Linked DNA regions of Mus musculus: all the other regions are linked to region 3. A link is a contact called in public Hi-C data. All regions are on one chromosome and are shown on one strand. The core of a region is the stretch at or near the end of the contact, and the rest is flanking DNA. Distances in the headings are between cores, read along the strand shown. Region 1 overlaps Ptprm (protein tyrosine phosphatase, receptor type, M). Region 2 overlaps Ptprm (protein tyrosine phosphatase, receptor type, M). Region 3 overlaps Ptprm (protein tyrosine phosphatase, receptor type, M).

Evidence for each region. A called contact is a pair of places that touch in the nucleus more often than the background predicts.
Region 1: a Hi-C map of cerebral cortex shows a contact between it and region 3, with 4 times the contacts expected there. The contact joins two enhancer-like sites. A contact is called at or near these places in 1 of 484 Hi-C or Micro-C datasets (cerebral cortex) and 2 of 115 datasets of contacts at active chromatin or transcription factors (astrocytes and embryonic limb bud).
Region 2: a contact with region 3 is called in a Hi-C map of cortical neurons, with 2.8 times the contacts expected there. The contact joins two enhancer-like sites. A contact is called at or near these places in 1 of 15 datasets of contacts at CTCF or cohesin (the NIH/3T3 cell line), 2 of 484 Hi-C or Micro-C datasets (cerebral cortex and cortical neurons) and 1 of 115 datasets of contacts at active chromatin or transcription factors (SST interneurons).

What each region holds. Positions count from the first base shown.
Region 1 is chr17:66,753,325-66,756,788 of GRCm38.p6, forward strand. All of the region lies in intron 18 of Ptprm (protein tyrosine phosphatase, receptor type, M), which reads right to left. Among named protein-coding and RNA genes, the nearest start is that of 1700016K05Rik, 41 kb to the left of the region's middle. Within about 2 kb of position 1,942, at least 12 of the 459 cell types and tissues checked have an H3K27ac peak or open chromatin away from gene starts, as enhancers often do. A contact at or near this core is called in cerebral cortex, where this site is marked.
Region 2 is chr17:66,685,165-66,688,600 of GRCm38.p6, forward strand. It overlaps Ptprm (protein tyrosine phosphatase, receptor type, M), which reads right to left. Exons shown (of 31, transcript NM_008984.2): 27 at 3,087-3,218; 28 at 450-575. Among named protein-coding and RNA genes, the nearest start is that of 1700016K05Rik, 28 kb to the right of the region's middle. Within about 2 kb of position 2,172, at least 24 of the 459 cell types and tissues checked have an H3K27ac peak or open chromatin away from gene starts, as enhancers often do. A contact at or near this core is called in cortical neurons, where this site is marked.
Region 3 is chr17:67,010,303-67,013,695 of GRCm38.p6, forward strand. The region is part of intron 7 of Ptprm (protein tyrosine phosphatase, receptor type, M); the gene reads right to left. Among named protein-coding and RNA genes, the nearest start is that of Mir5709, 14 kb to the right of the region's middle. Within about 2 kb of position 1,714, at least 20 of the 459 cell types and tissues checked have an H3K27ac peak or open chromatin away from gene starts, as enhancers often do. A contact at or near this core is called in cerebral cortex and cortical neurons, where this site is marked.

The sequences.
Region 1 (3,464 bases), core at 692-3,191, 260 kb before region 3:
TATGTAATATAAACATATGTAATAAGCATTATATTTATTAATATAAATATAAAAATAAAAGTCTACAGTATAAACAAGTGATGTTTATATTATAACCACAGGCCATAGTTCTCTGTCACAAAATTAACACACTCAACTACTTTGCCAAATTCAATCTGCATGAAGACTTATTATTCCCCTAAAACTTTAACTAGAGGAGATGTGACAAATGCTTCAAAATGTCCCCAAACTGCACTCACTAGCTTCTCATAGAACTGTCAACCTCAAGGCCATTCCTGATCTCTTCTTCAAATAGCTCCCATACGAACAAACAGCCTTTCCACCCACCAGCTCCCTGTCCATCTGTATGTCTGATCCATCCTTTATCTGCCCGTCCCACATCCTACCCAGACTTTGGGCTGCTCAGCTTCTTTCCTTGGATTCACCTTCTCTCAATTGGTGTTTTGGGATAAGAAACTGGCACACGGAGACCTGGTTATAACAACTACCATTCACTGTGGAATAGTTACCATCGGCCTGTGCTTTCCACATGTATGTATACATGCACTGAAGTGAGTAGGGTGGAGGTGAAGCAGGTCTATGGGTGGATCCAGGAAGGGGGGAGGGGAAGAAAAGATGCTGAACAAGGTGCCAAGTTATAGTTGACAGGGGGAGTCCATATTCATGTTCTATAGCATGATGGTGACGATTATTATTCACAACAATTATTATATACTTGTCAGGAACTTGAAGAGATGGATTCAGAGTTCCTTGATAAACATATAAGGATGGAAAAAGGCTAATCACTTATATAATGTGCATATGAACTGGATAGCCATACTGTACTGTCATCAATACATAGAATTATTATGTATCAATGGAAAGAAAAAAGTCCTCAGAAAGCCATTGAGGAATTAAGAAAAAAATACAAAAGGATCAAATCAGGTCTTTATGCCCTAAGTCCTCTAAACATGGTATTTAAACCTTTTTGTCAAATGACATTATTTAAAAATACTGCTAAGTAGCTACATAGGCTCTCCCACTTCCTGTTACAAGGAGTGACACTGGGAATGGCTTTACAGCTTTAATTCACGCATGGTCAAGTATTCCCATGGCGGCAGAACAGGAGCCTGCAATTGACAAGCTTTCATCTCTAACCAATTCTCTCTCTCAGTTAATTATTGATGACACAGTTAGGTATTGAATTGGAATCACAGCGACCAGAAGCGACATCTGGCCTCTGAGAGGTGACGCAACATTAATTTAATGCCCTAGCTGTTTTCTGCAAAGAAAGGTGTCGCTCCTTCTGTAGTTACCTTTGGCCAAGGACTCTGCTGCACCTGTAGCAAGGTACAGACTGGGAAAGGGTCCCAGTGAGCACTACCAGGAGGGGTGCTTCGCATACTCCCCCTGCTGTCTGCCTCCACTTGCTTCCCCCAGACACACGGGCTCTGAGGAGGACCCCGGTCTGACCTCAGGGAGCTTTGCATGAAGACCCCATCCTGCTGTCAGTAGATTGCTGCCTTGCCTTGTTTGTGGCTTCTCCATTTACCTCCTCAGCCAGTCTTACTCGGTACTGCTCAGAACCAGCAGGGACCCCTGACTCTAGGTCTTCTCGACTTTCTGGTTTTATCCCACAGTTTCCTGGATGTGCTGTTCTGATCCACATCAGCTGTCCGTCCACTTGAATGTAATGCTAAAGGGCCCTGCACTTCAGCTCCTCCCTATCTCTTCTCTCCCACTGCCTCCGAGAGGATGCCAGCTGCAAATAGGCTTTATAGACCTGTTGGTGCTCAATTAGCAGAGAGAGAAGAATTTTGCTCCACTATAAAAATCCTGGGAAAATGACCTTTGACCTGGGCCATCAAAACTGGGTTTCTGGTTAAAGTAATGGGGATGGAGGGGAGGGGAGATGAAGCCAAGCAGCCCAAGCCCAGATACTGATGCATTGGGGAAGCAGGCTTGCTCCAGCAGAGGGCAGACTCAGAAAGGACTTTTTTCCCCTTCTTAGCAAGGATGTGCGTGCTGCCAGCATCAATCTGCATCAAGTCAGTTTTTATGGAACTAGGTTTCCCATCAGGACTCCAGCATCACCCAGCTTCTGTGTGCATGGCCCACTCTTACAGCCTCCCCCTCCCCTGTGTGGGTCCCAGGGTCTCCATGTGCCCCTCCAGACTCTCGCTTTGCTTCCAGCCTTCCCATCTGACCTGTGTATCTGCCAAATGACCCACTAATTCATTTCTGGTACTTAGGCCCCCTTGTGGCCATTCTCAGAGCAGTTCTTTTAACCGTCCACTCACAGCTCAATTGAATGCTCTGAAATGTCCCCAAGCTGCACTCACTAGCTTCCCATGTCACTGCCAACCTCAGGACACATCTGATCTCTTCTTCAGACGTGTTCTCATTTGACTACATAGTCCACCTGTCCATTAAGGGACATTAAGGGACCATCTAACTGCACATGATTCAGCTGAAGCTTGACCTGTGGGGACCGGCTTATTTGGAGGTATGGGAGGGCCTCCACATTCTATCTAGAGGTTTAGTTGTTAAGTTACTTTCCTTCAATCTACAACATACATTTTCTCATGAGGGCTACTTAAGATCTGTTAACTGGGTGATTTTTTTTTTTTTTGATAGATTTTCTGTTTCACAGCTTGATTAGAAAAATTTCCAATGCCTGTTTGATTAAGAACAAATTCTCATTTAGTAAAATTCCCTTGCTTGCACGATAAAGAGTAAATGCCTTTATGTGCTCTAGAACAGGGTTTGGACCCCCCACTCACCCATATCGTTTAACCCTCACTTTCCCATTCCAACCACCAACTTTTCCTCAGTTCCTCATACTCATTGTGGCAGTATAATAGGGTTGTTACCGATCTATCCTGTAATGTTCTGTGCTACATCTTCAGAGAGGCCTTCCCCCACATCTCCAAATAAGTCGGTCTCCACAGTTCAAGTTTCAACTGAATCATGTACCATTGGATATGCCCTTAAAGTATATCCCGCTCCCCTGGGTAATCAGATAAAATCATTTAATTTCTTCCACGGCTCCCCCAACTCCTGCCCTGCGACTGTTGGGTTCGAAAGAGTAGAGAGCCTGTCAGGTTTGTCGCTGTAGCCAGCCCAGTGTCTCATGCCTGAAATTTCCCTCCCACCTCTCTGCTCTGGCCACACTGGCCTCCTGCTCTCACCTGGCATTCACTGCCCACAGTGGATACTTCATCCTTTGCTTCAGGTTCTGGCCTGCATCGTGCCCTCCCAGAAGGACCTCCTGGATCACATTCTGAAACCTGAAGCTCTTGGCCGGCGCTATCGTCCTCTTTGCTGTTTTCTGGCTCTAGCATCTCTCTGTAGTGAGCACTCTACACCATGATATCTCTCTGCAGAGAGCGTGCTACACCATGCTCTCAGTGGCTGCTCAGTCTGCTCCGCAGCTCTAGCACCAACCTCTCTGCTTCCCTGTTTGCTCTGTGACATTTACGACA
Region 2 (3,436 bases), core at 922-3,421, 320 kb before region 3:
AAGTGTCTTGCCCTCCAATAAGGGACCACTCCATATCTGATCAAGTTCTTTAGCTTCCACCGTGCCTTAGTGATGTTGCTCCCTGGCCCATCTTCAGCAAGACCCTCTTGTCTCCACCTACTGACTATCATCTGTTCTAGAATAGACTCACGCCCTTGCTGGGATCAGGGAGCATTTGCCACTTTGTTACAGTGTTAAACAAGTAGCATTTGCCACTTAGTGACAGTGTCTAACAAAGTCTTTCTTATTGTGCTTTACCTTGTTAAAAACTCTCTTTAACAAGCTTCCTCTTAGCATATAAGCCCCATAAGGCCTGGGATTTGTTTTGTTGACCGAGAAGTTCCAACCCCCTAGAACAGAGCCTGCTATTGATAGATTAGACATGCCAACACCATGCAGGTAAGATGAAAGTGGAAACCCAGTTCAAGCACGGTTGGCTTGGCTCTTACTCTGGAGGCGTTGTAAATCCTGAAAATTCTGCTGATGATGTCTTCTTCTAAGTCTGCAGACACGAATTCCACCTGGATGGGGCCATGTCTGTGCACTCCATTTTCTGGCCAGTACTGTGGACACAGCTGAACCCAGAATACAACAAGAAGTGTAATTACAAAGGTGACTGGACGGCAGTTTGGATATGATCAGCATTGACAAAATTATTTGAGCTCCAATTCTTTTATTCTACTACTCTGGTTGTTTTCTCAAAAAGTGTGTGTTAGCCAGGTGCACTTGGGCTTCCTGAAGATCTTTGTAACATGGAATCCCTTTGCAAGGTCTCACTCATGCTAAAAGGAATATGTGTCTAGGCCCCAAGAAGATGACTCCAGACTCCACTATAATGATGACACTTAGGCAAACATGAGTACCTGGAAAGACTCATGCTCTTCCAAGGGATTGCTGGAACATGTTAATTCCGGATAACTGGCAAATGCTGGGTGTATCAACACATTCTGTTAAAGCTAATTGATGTTCCATTAAAAAGAGGATTCATGGGAGGGTCAGATTTCTCTTTTGATGACGTTGACTTTTGAAATGACCTAAATTGTCACTGTCACGTGGTAAAATGTGATTTATATATTCAAGATCACAAGATAAATTCTCGGTTAACAGTGAAAAATATCCTCTTTTTTCTCCCTCTTTATCCATGATAAATCTTTAATCCTTGTTAAAGATTAAGAGGGTAAGTAGGGTAGCCGAGACTATTCTTTACATTAGCTACGCCTGCTGGATTTAGAAATTACATTTATTTATTTATTTATTTATTTTTGAATAATGCTTCCATGGGATTTTTTTTCTTCCTCACCAGCATTTCCTAGCGACAGGTTATTAAACTTGCCTTGTCAAACAATGGTATGTAGATGTTTATTTCCCTTTTGATTCCCAAGGGTGCCCACTGTTCACACAGGCATGATGACCAAGAGCTGAGATGGCAGTAAAAGCCATAACAAACACTTTTAAACTGTTCTGCCCATTCCTCAGTGGACAGAGCAGGCTTTGCTCTCTGTTGATATTTTTCCCAGTTCAAGCAACTGATCAAATGCTTGTCATTTACACTGCAGAAATATGAATGGCCCGGGCTGGCATCTAGCTCTTGGCACACTGTGTCCTACATTCTGCCTGAGGAAACCATGTAGAAAATGGCTTAAATGGTGCATAACACATCCATGAGCTGGTCCGATAAATACTTAAAACAGTCGAGTGGGAGCTTCGGACGCTTATGACGCTCCGGAGTTCCAGCTTCCAGTTTAGCGTTTGCTAAAAGACAAGAGTCCCAGAAGCCTTTCTAGCCCCGCTCTGGAAATCAGCTCTATCTGCTGAATAGAATTGGGAGTCTCTTTGTCTCTCCGTCTGCCAGTCAGCTAAGACTTGGTTTGAGTCCAGACGGTTTGCTTTAGAATTTGGCTTTGGCATTCAGACACGGATGCTCAGGGAGCACCCCGGAGTCCGTGACATCTTGGTCACCCGTAGTTTATCCATATGCACGTCCCATCAGGAACGGGGTACACTTCTCCTAGCCTGTGTCTGGCTCTTAGATTGGTGAAACCTGACTGTGGCCTAGAACTTAGAATGACAGGTTTGGTTCCATTTGAAACTGGCGGGGCTTTCACAGACAGTGACAATCTGTTCTGCGAGTGGGGAGGAGGGAGGAAGAATTCTAAAACGTTGACACGAAGCCAAAAGGAGTGGAGAAGAACAAGGGCTGTCATTATTATTTCATCAGCTAGCTTTCAAGTGAGAGCCTCAGTCACATAATACGGTGCCTTCAATGTAATTAAAAACCCTAGCCGCATACGGAGCATTAGCAGCATCAGGCCACGTTTTGGGAAGGAGACATCTTGTCCTGTTTACATGCTGAAATACTCCAGGAGCCTCCACCAGCACCCCTGCCCTATCTAAAACAGCAGTTTCTCTACTGGATAGAAAAACGAATTTGGTGTTCAAATAAGTTCACTCTTAATATGCACTAAGCTTGAGGTTTCCCTAAGGCCCTCTGTCATGGCAGCGAAGCCTGTGCTGAGAATCGATTCTGCTCCCAAAGGGCCTTGGGACTCTCCTGACCCCTCCAAGAAAATTCTGTCACCCAGCTCAGTAGTGTGGCTTTCTGCCTCCTCCTCACTGTGGGAGGGGCCACCTGAGAACCTCCCTGAGCTGCTGAGTTTACATCCAGTTCCCAGGGTTGCTTCTTTTATGATTGCTGCCGGTCTTTAAACCTTCACTATCTGGCCACCATGTTGCCTCCCTCTTGCAGGCCCCAGCTGAGCACTTCCAAGAAGCACAGGTGCCTAAAAACATGAGATCCAGGCCTGTCCCATCTCCGCTGGTTGGCTCGCTCTTTTTAGCTGTGCAATGTGTGGTCCCCATCTGTGCCCCTGTCTTTCTTCTTCCAGTATCCTATGCTTTCAGTCTGTCTGCTTGCTTCTCACCGACTGTCTTCTACAGCTCTAATGCTTATTTGTAAACCCTTGTGTTTCCAAATCTTTGCCGGGCCATGGGCACGGGCCGTGGGGCTTGCACATCTTATACAAACAAAGCACAAGCAGACTTGACTCTCTGACTTGAGGTCTGCCTGAAGGAGTCCCTGGACTCACCTGGGCAGGATCCACATCGTTCAGCATAACTACGGATGTGCAGTGGTAATCCAAGACCAGTCGCCAGAAGTCTTTGACGGTGTTTGGCAAAGGATGCTGGGTGACTATAAATGCTGAAGGCTGTTTATAGCTCTGCAGACACGAAGAGAAAGATCCAGATATAAACAGCACAACGTGAGGGGAGGCAGTGGAGATATTTTGTGCATGTGGAGATGTGCGGCAAAACGCATCCGATGTGTTTAGTACTTGTTTGGCTCTATCATCCTTGTCAACTCCAAAATGGACTAAAAATAAACTTTTCTGTGAAACTATGATGAATCATTCTCACTTTGATATCATGGGAACTTCAC
Region 3 (3,393 bases), core at 464-2,963:
GGGACAAAGCCACGGAGAAGTAACTCACACAGTAGGAGCTACTGGCTATACAAAAGACACTTAGTATTCAAGACACACCATCTGGGTGGTAGCCAATAAGGCCTGGCAGAGCTGGTTTGGAAGAGAATAAATTATGTATTCCACCCTGTCCCCCATCCCCCCCCCCCAAGGTCCCAGCAACCACAGATATCCGCTGGAGGAGGACATGATGAGATCTCTTCCTCACATTCTGCTAAATCACCGTAAAACCAAATAAATTAGGTTCCTGCTTAAACATGGAACTCCACAGAGCCACTGTGATCCAGGGGACTTTCTGAAAGACGACCCCATCTCGGTTACGACTCCTGAAAGTACCTTTAATAAGGGAAAAGGCCACTTAGCCCATCATTAGAGAATAGAACGGCGTAACAGACCAAAGACTGAAGCCAAATTTAGCTGCATGATGATAATAGCAGAGGCAAAACTTCTGGAACTTGAGACCAGGAGAGAGGAAGATGTGTGAGTAGCCCTGGGTGAACCTGACATCAAAGAGATGACCCATGATAAAAGCATCAGAAAGAGGAAGGGAGGAAGGGAGGGAGAGAGGGAAGGCGAAAGGGAAGAAGGAAGGAGGGACAGAAAGAGGAAGGAGAGGGGAGGGAGTGTGGGTCTTGGTTCGCAGGTTGAGGGTACAGTCTTAAAGTAAGCAAGTCACAACCTTGGGAAAAGGAGGTGGCTCAGAGAACATTAGATGTCCCTTCCCAACTTCCCCTTTCCCTGTTCATTTCATTCTGAACTGAGTTCATGGAATAAAGTTGATCGTATTCAGGATGGAGTTTTCCATCCCGGTCATCCTGATCTCCAAAATCTCTTCAGGACATGCCTCTGAGGGTTTGTATCTGTGGCAGTTCTCAATCTCAGGGAGTTAACAGCAGAGATCAGCCACCACACCTGGCCAGGGTAAATCCTGCTAGCTTTAAGGCTTTGATGCGTGGTCTCTGGGGTCTGTATGTTAAATGGCCCGTGGTAGTATCTGGAGCCTTGGAGAGCTGGGGCTTGCTCCAAAGTCCTCTGATCTTACTTGGATGGATCCTTTGAGGTAAGATTAAGATATTCCATTCTTTCTGTGCTTCTCTGAGATAAAGCTGTACCTGCTGCGACATGTTCTCATTGGGACTACACTTACCACAGCCTGTAAGGCAATGGGTCAGTCAACCTCAAACTGAAATATCAAAAACTTAGCCATATCTTTTTCTTTTATGAAATTGAGTGCCTCTGGTAATTTGTTATGGTAACATTAACAGGAATAACACAAGACAGAGTCTTGGTCCGAAACTATAAGCTGGTAGGTATCCACGTGCAATTTAGGGAAAGGTCTTCAGTGTGCTATTGAACTCACCTGTAACATAGCAATCATGTCAAACTCAACCACAGGACTGTGATGGAGTTACTTATGTAAATATTTTTGCAGAAGTAATCTACATATTAAAATTAAGCAGAACTTCTACATCAGAAGGCTAGGGCCAGACAACAGAAACTCCCCGGAGAGAGGACTTTGGGCGAGGTCTCAGAGTATTAAAAGACAGGAAGACATGATGACTTTCCAGGCATACGCTCAGATGAGGTTGGACAAGCAACCCAGCTCATTTGTAATGAGGCAGGCCTGATTCTTGCAGGCTGGGCTATGACTCACTCACAGCTTTGCTGGCCTGCCTTCTGTGTGGTACCATGGAGGTGTTCTCTAGTCATGCCCAAAGGACCATCCTTTCACAAGCTCTGAAATAAATTTAGCACCAAGCTCTAGAAGCAGCCAACACCCCTTTGGAAAACACAATATAACATATGCTCATCATTTACATAACCAGACAGCTGGAGTCTACAGAAATGCAAATTCTGCCATCACTTAAATGTGAAGTGGAAGAAACTCTTTTCCCTGAAATGCAAGGGAGAGGGACAACAATTTGAGGGAAAGGTGATCAACAAATCCAACCCGGTGCACATAAAACAGAAATTCAAATTTCCTCCAAAGGTACACAGATGGCGCGTACACATATGAGCTCTATGTGTTTAGCTTCTGGGGCTTCAGCATGCAGCCATGTGGCTCCTGAGGACTCTCCAGTAGGGTCTCTCCACATCAGAGTGCATTCCATTGAGTGGAGTTCTGGAACGCTCCCCACCCCCCACCCCCACCCCTGGCCTTTATCTTTCCTTCATTCTGCTTGGATTTTTTTTTCTCTTCTCATGGAGGCAGTTGGTTGGTTGTTGGACTGAATTACTGGGAGCTACAAGCAATATTAACCCAGTCCAACCTTATTTTTGCAACTCAGTTCAGACTCTGTAAGCGCCCCGTCCCCCATAGGCAAGCAAACAGCCAGTCAAAATATGCTAACTTGTGCCAAACGCTACTGACATGAATTGCCTGAGCAATCTTTCTACCCAATTTTCTATAAGACAGACATCCCTCACAAGGTGCACACACACACACACACACAGATATTTATCCAAACACACATAATTTGGGAAAAAAAGGGGGGGAGGCAACAGAAAAATCCAGCAATTGCAAAATTACTGTTTCTATGAGTCTCTTTCATTATTTTAAAATAAAGCGTTTATCCAACATGCAACCTCTTGATCCCCATCTCTAATTGAGTGGCTGCCTTGAATTTAAAGCCCAAGTTGCTTTCAGCCCTCAGAATAGTCCCTTAACTCATTCTCAAATCATAGAGAGTGATTTAGATTCTAGAATGTTCCGGGGACAGCTGAGATGTCTCCTCTGTCCTGTTCTCTGGGGCCATATTAGGCTCGTGGAGGTTAATAGGTCAGTCTGCAAAGAAAGGATTTCTATTTCTTCAGAGAGATATATGTCCTCTGTACAGCCAACACTGGCCCAGCAGAAAGAGTTTCAATAAGTGCCCCTCAAGGCTGGAAAGATGCACTCAGCTCCCATGTGCAGAACTGTTATAGTATTCCCTGAGCTTCAGACAGGAAATGAGTGACTGGCTGAACTCGGAGCTCCTATAGGGAAGAAAAGGAAACTGAATGTTTCTCATCTTTCTTCCCCAAATTTCTTGAAATAGAATGTCCACAGGCAAAGGGCCAAGAGGTAGGCACAAAGAGAGCATAATTAAGGCACGCCACTTGCGTGTGGGAGGCCCTGAAACATGTTTGCAAAGAAGCTGTCGAACAAATGCTGCAATTATATGGATGTAAAGAAACACACCATCTCTTAGAAGCTTTAATGAATGCGCGTGATGTAATTAAGTCCCTGAACTTCCTTTGGGGATTTGAGCTTCTATGGCTGCACTTTACAGAATTAAAAACTGTTGCTTTGACTAGTAACCACTGAAATGACGCAGCAGGTTGGGTTGGTGTCTGAATGTACCTTCTGCAGGTAGGACAGGCAGGAAGCCACAG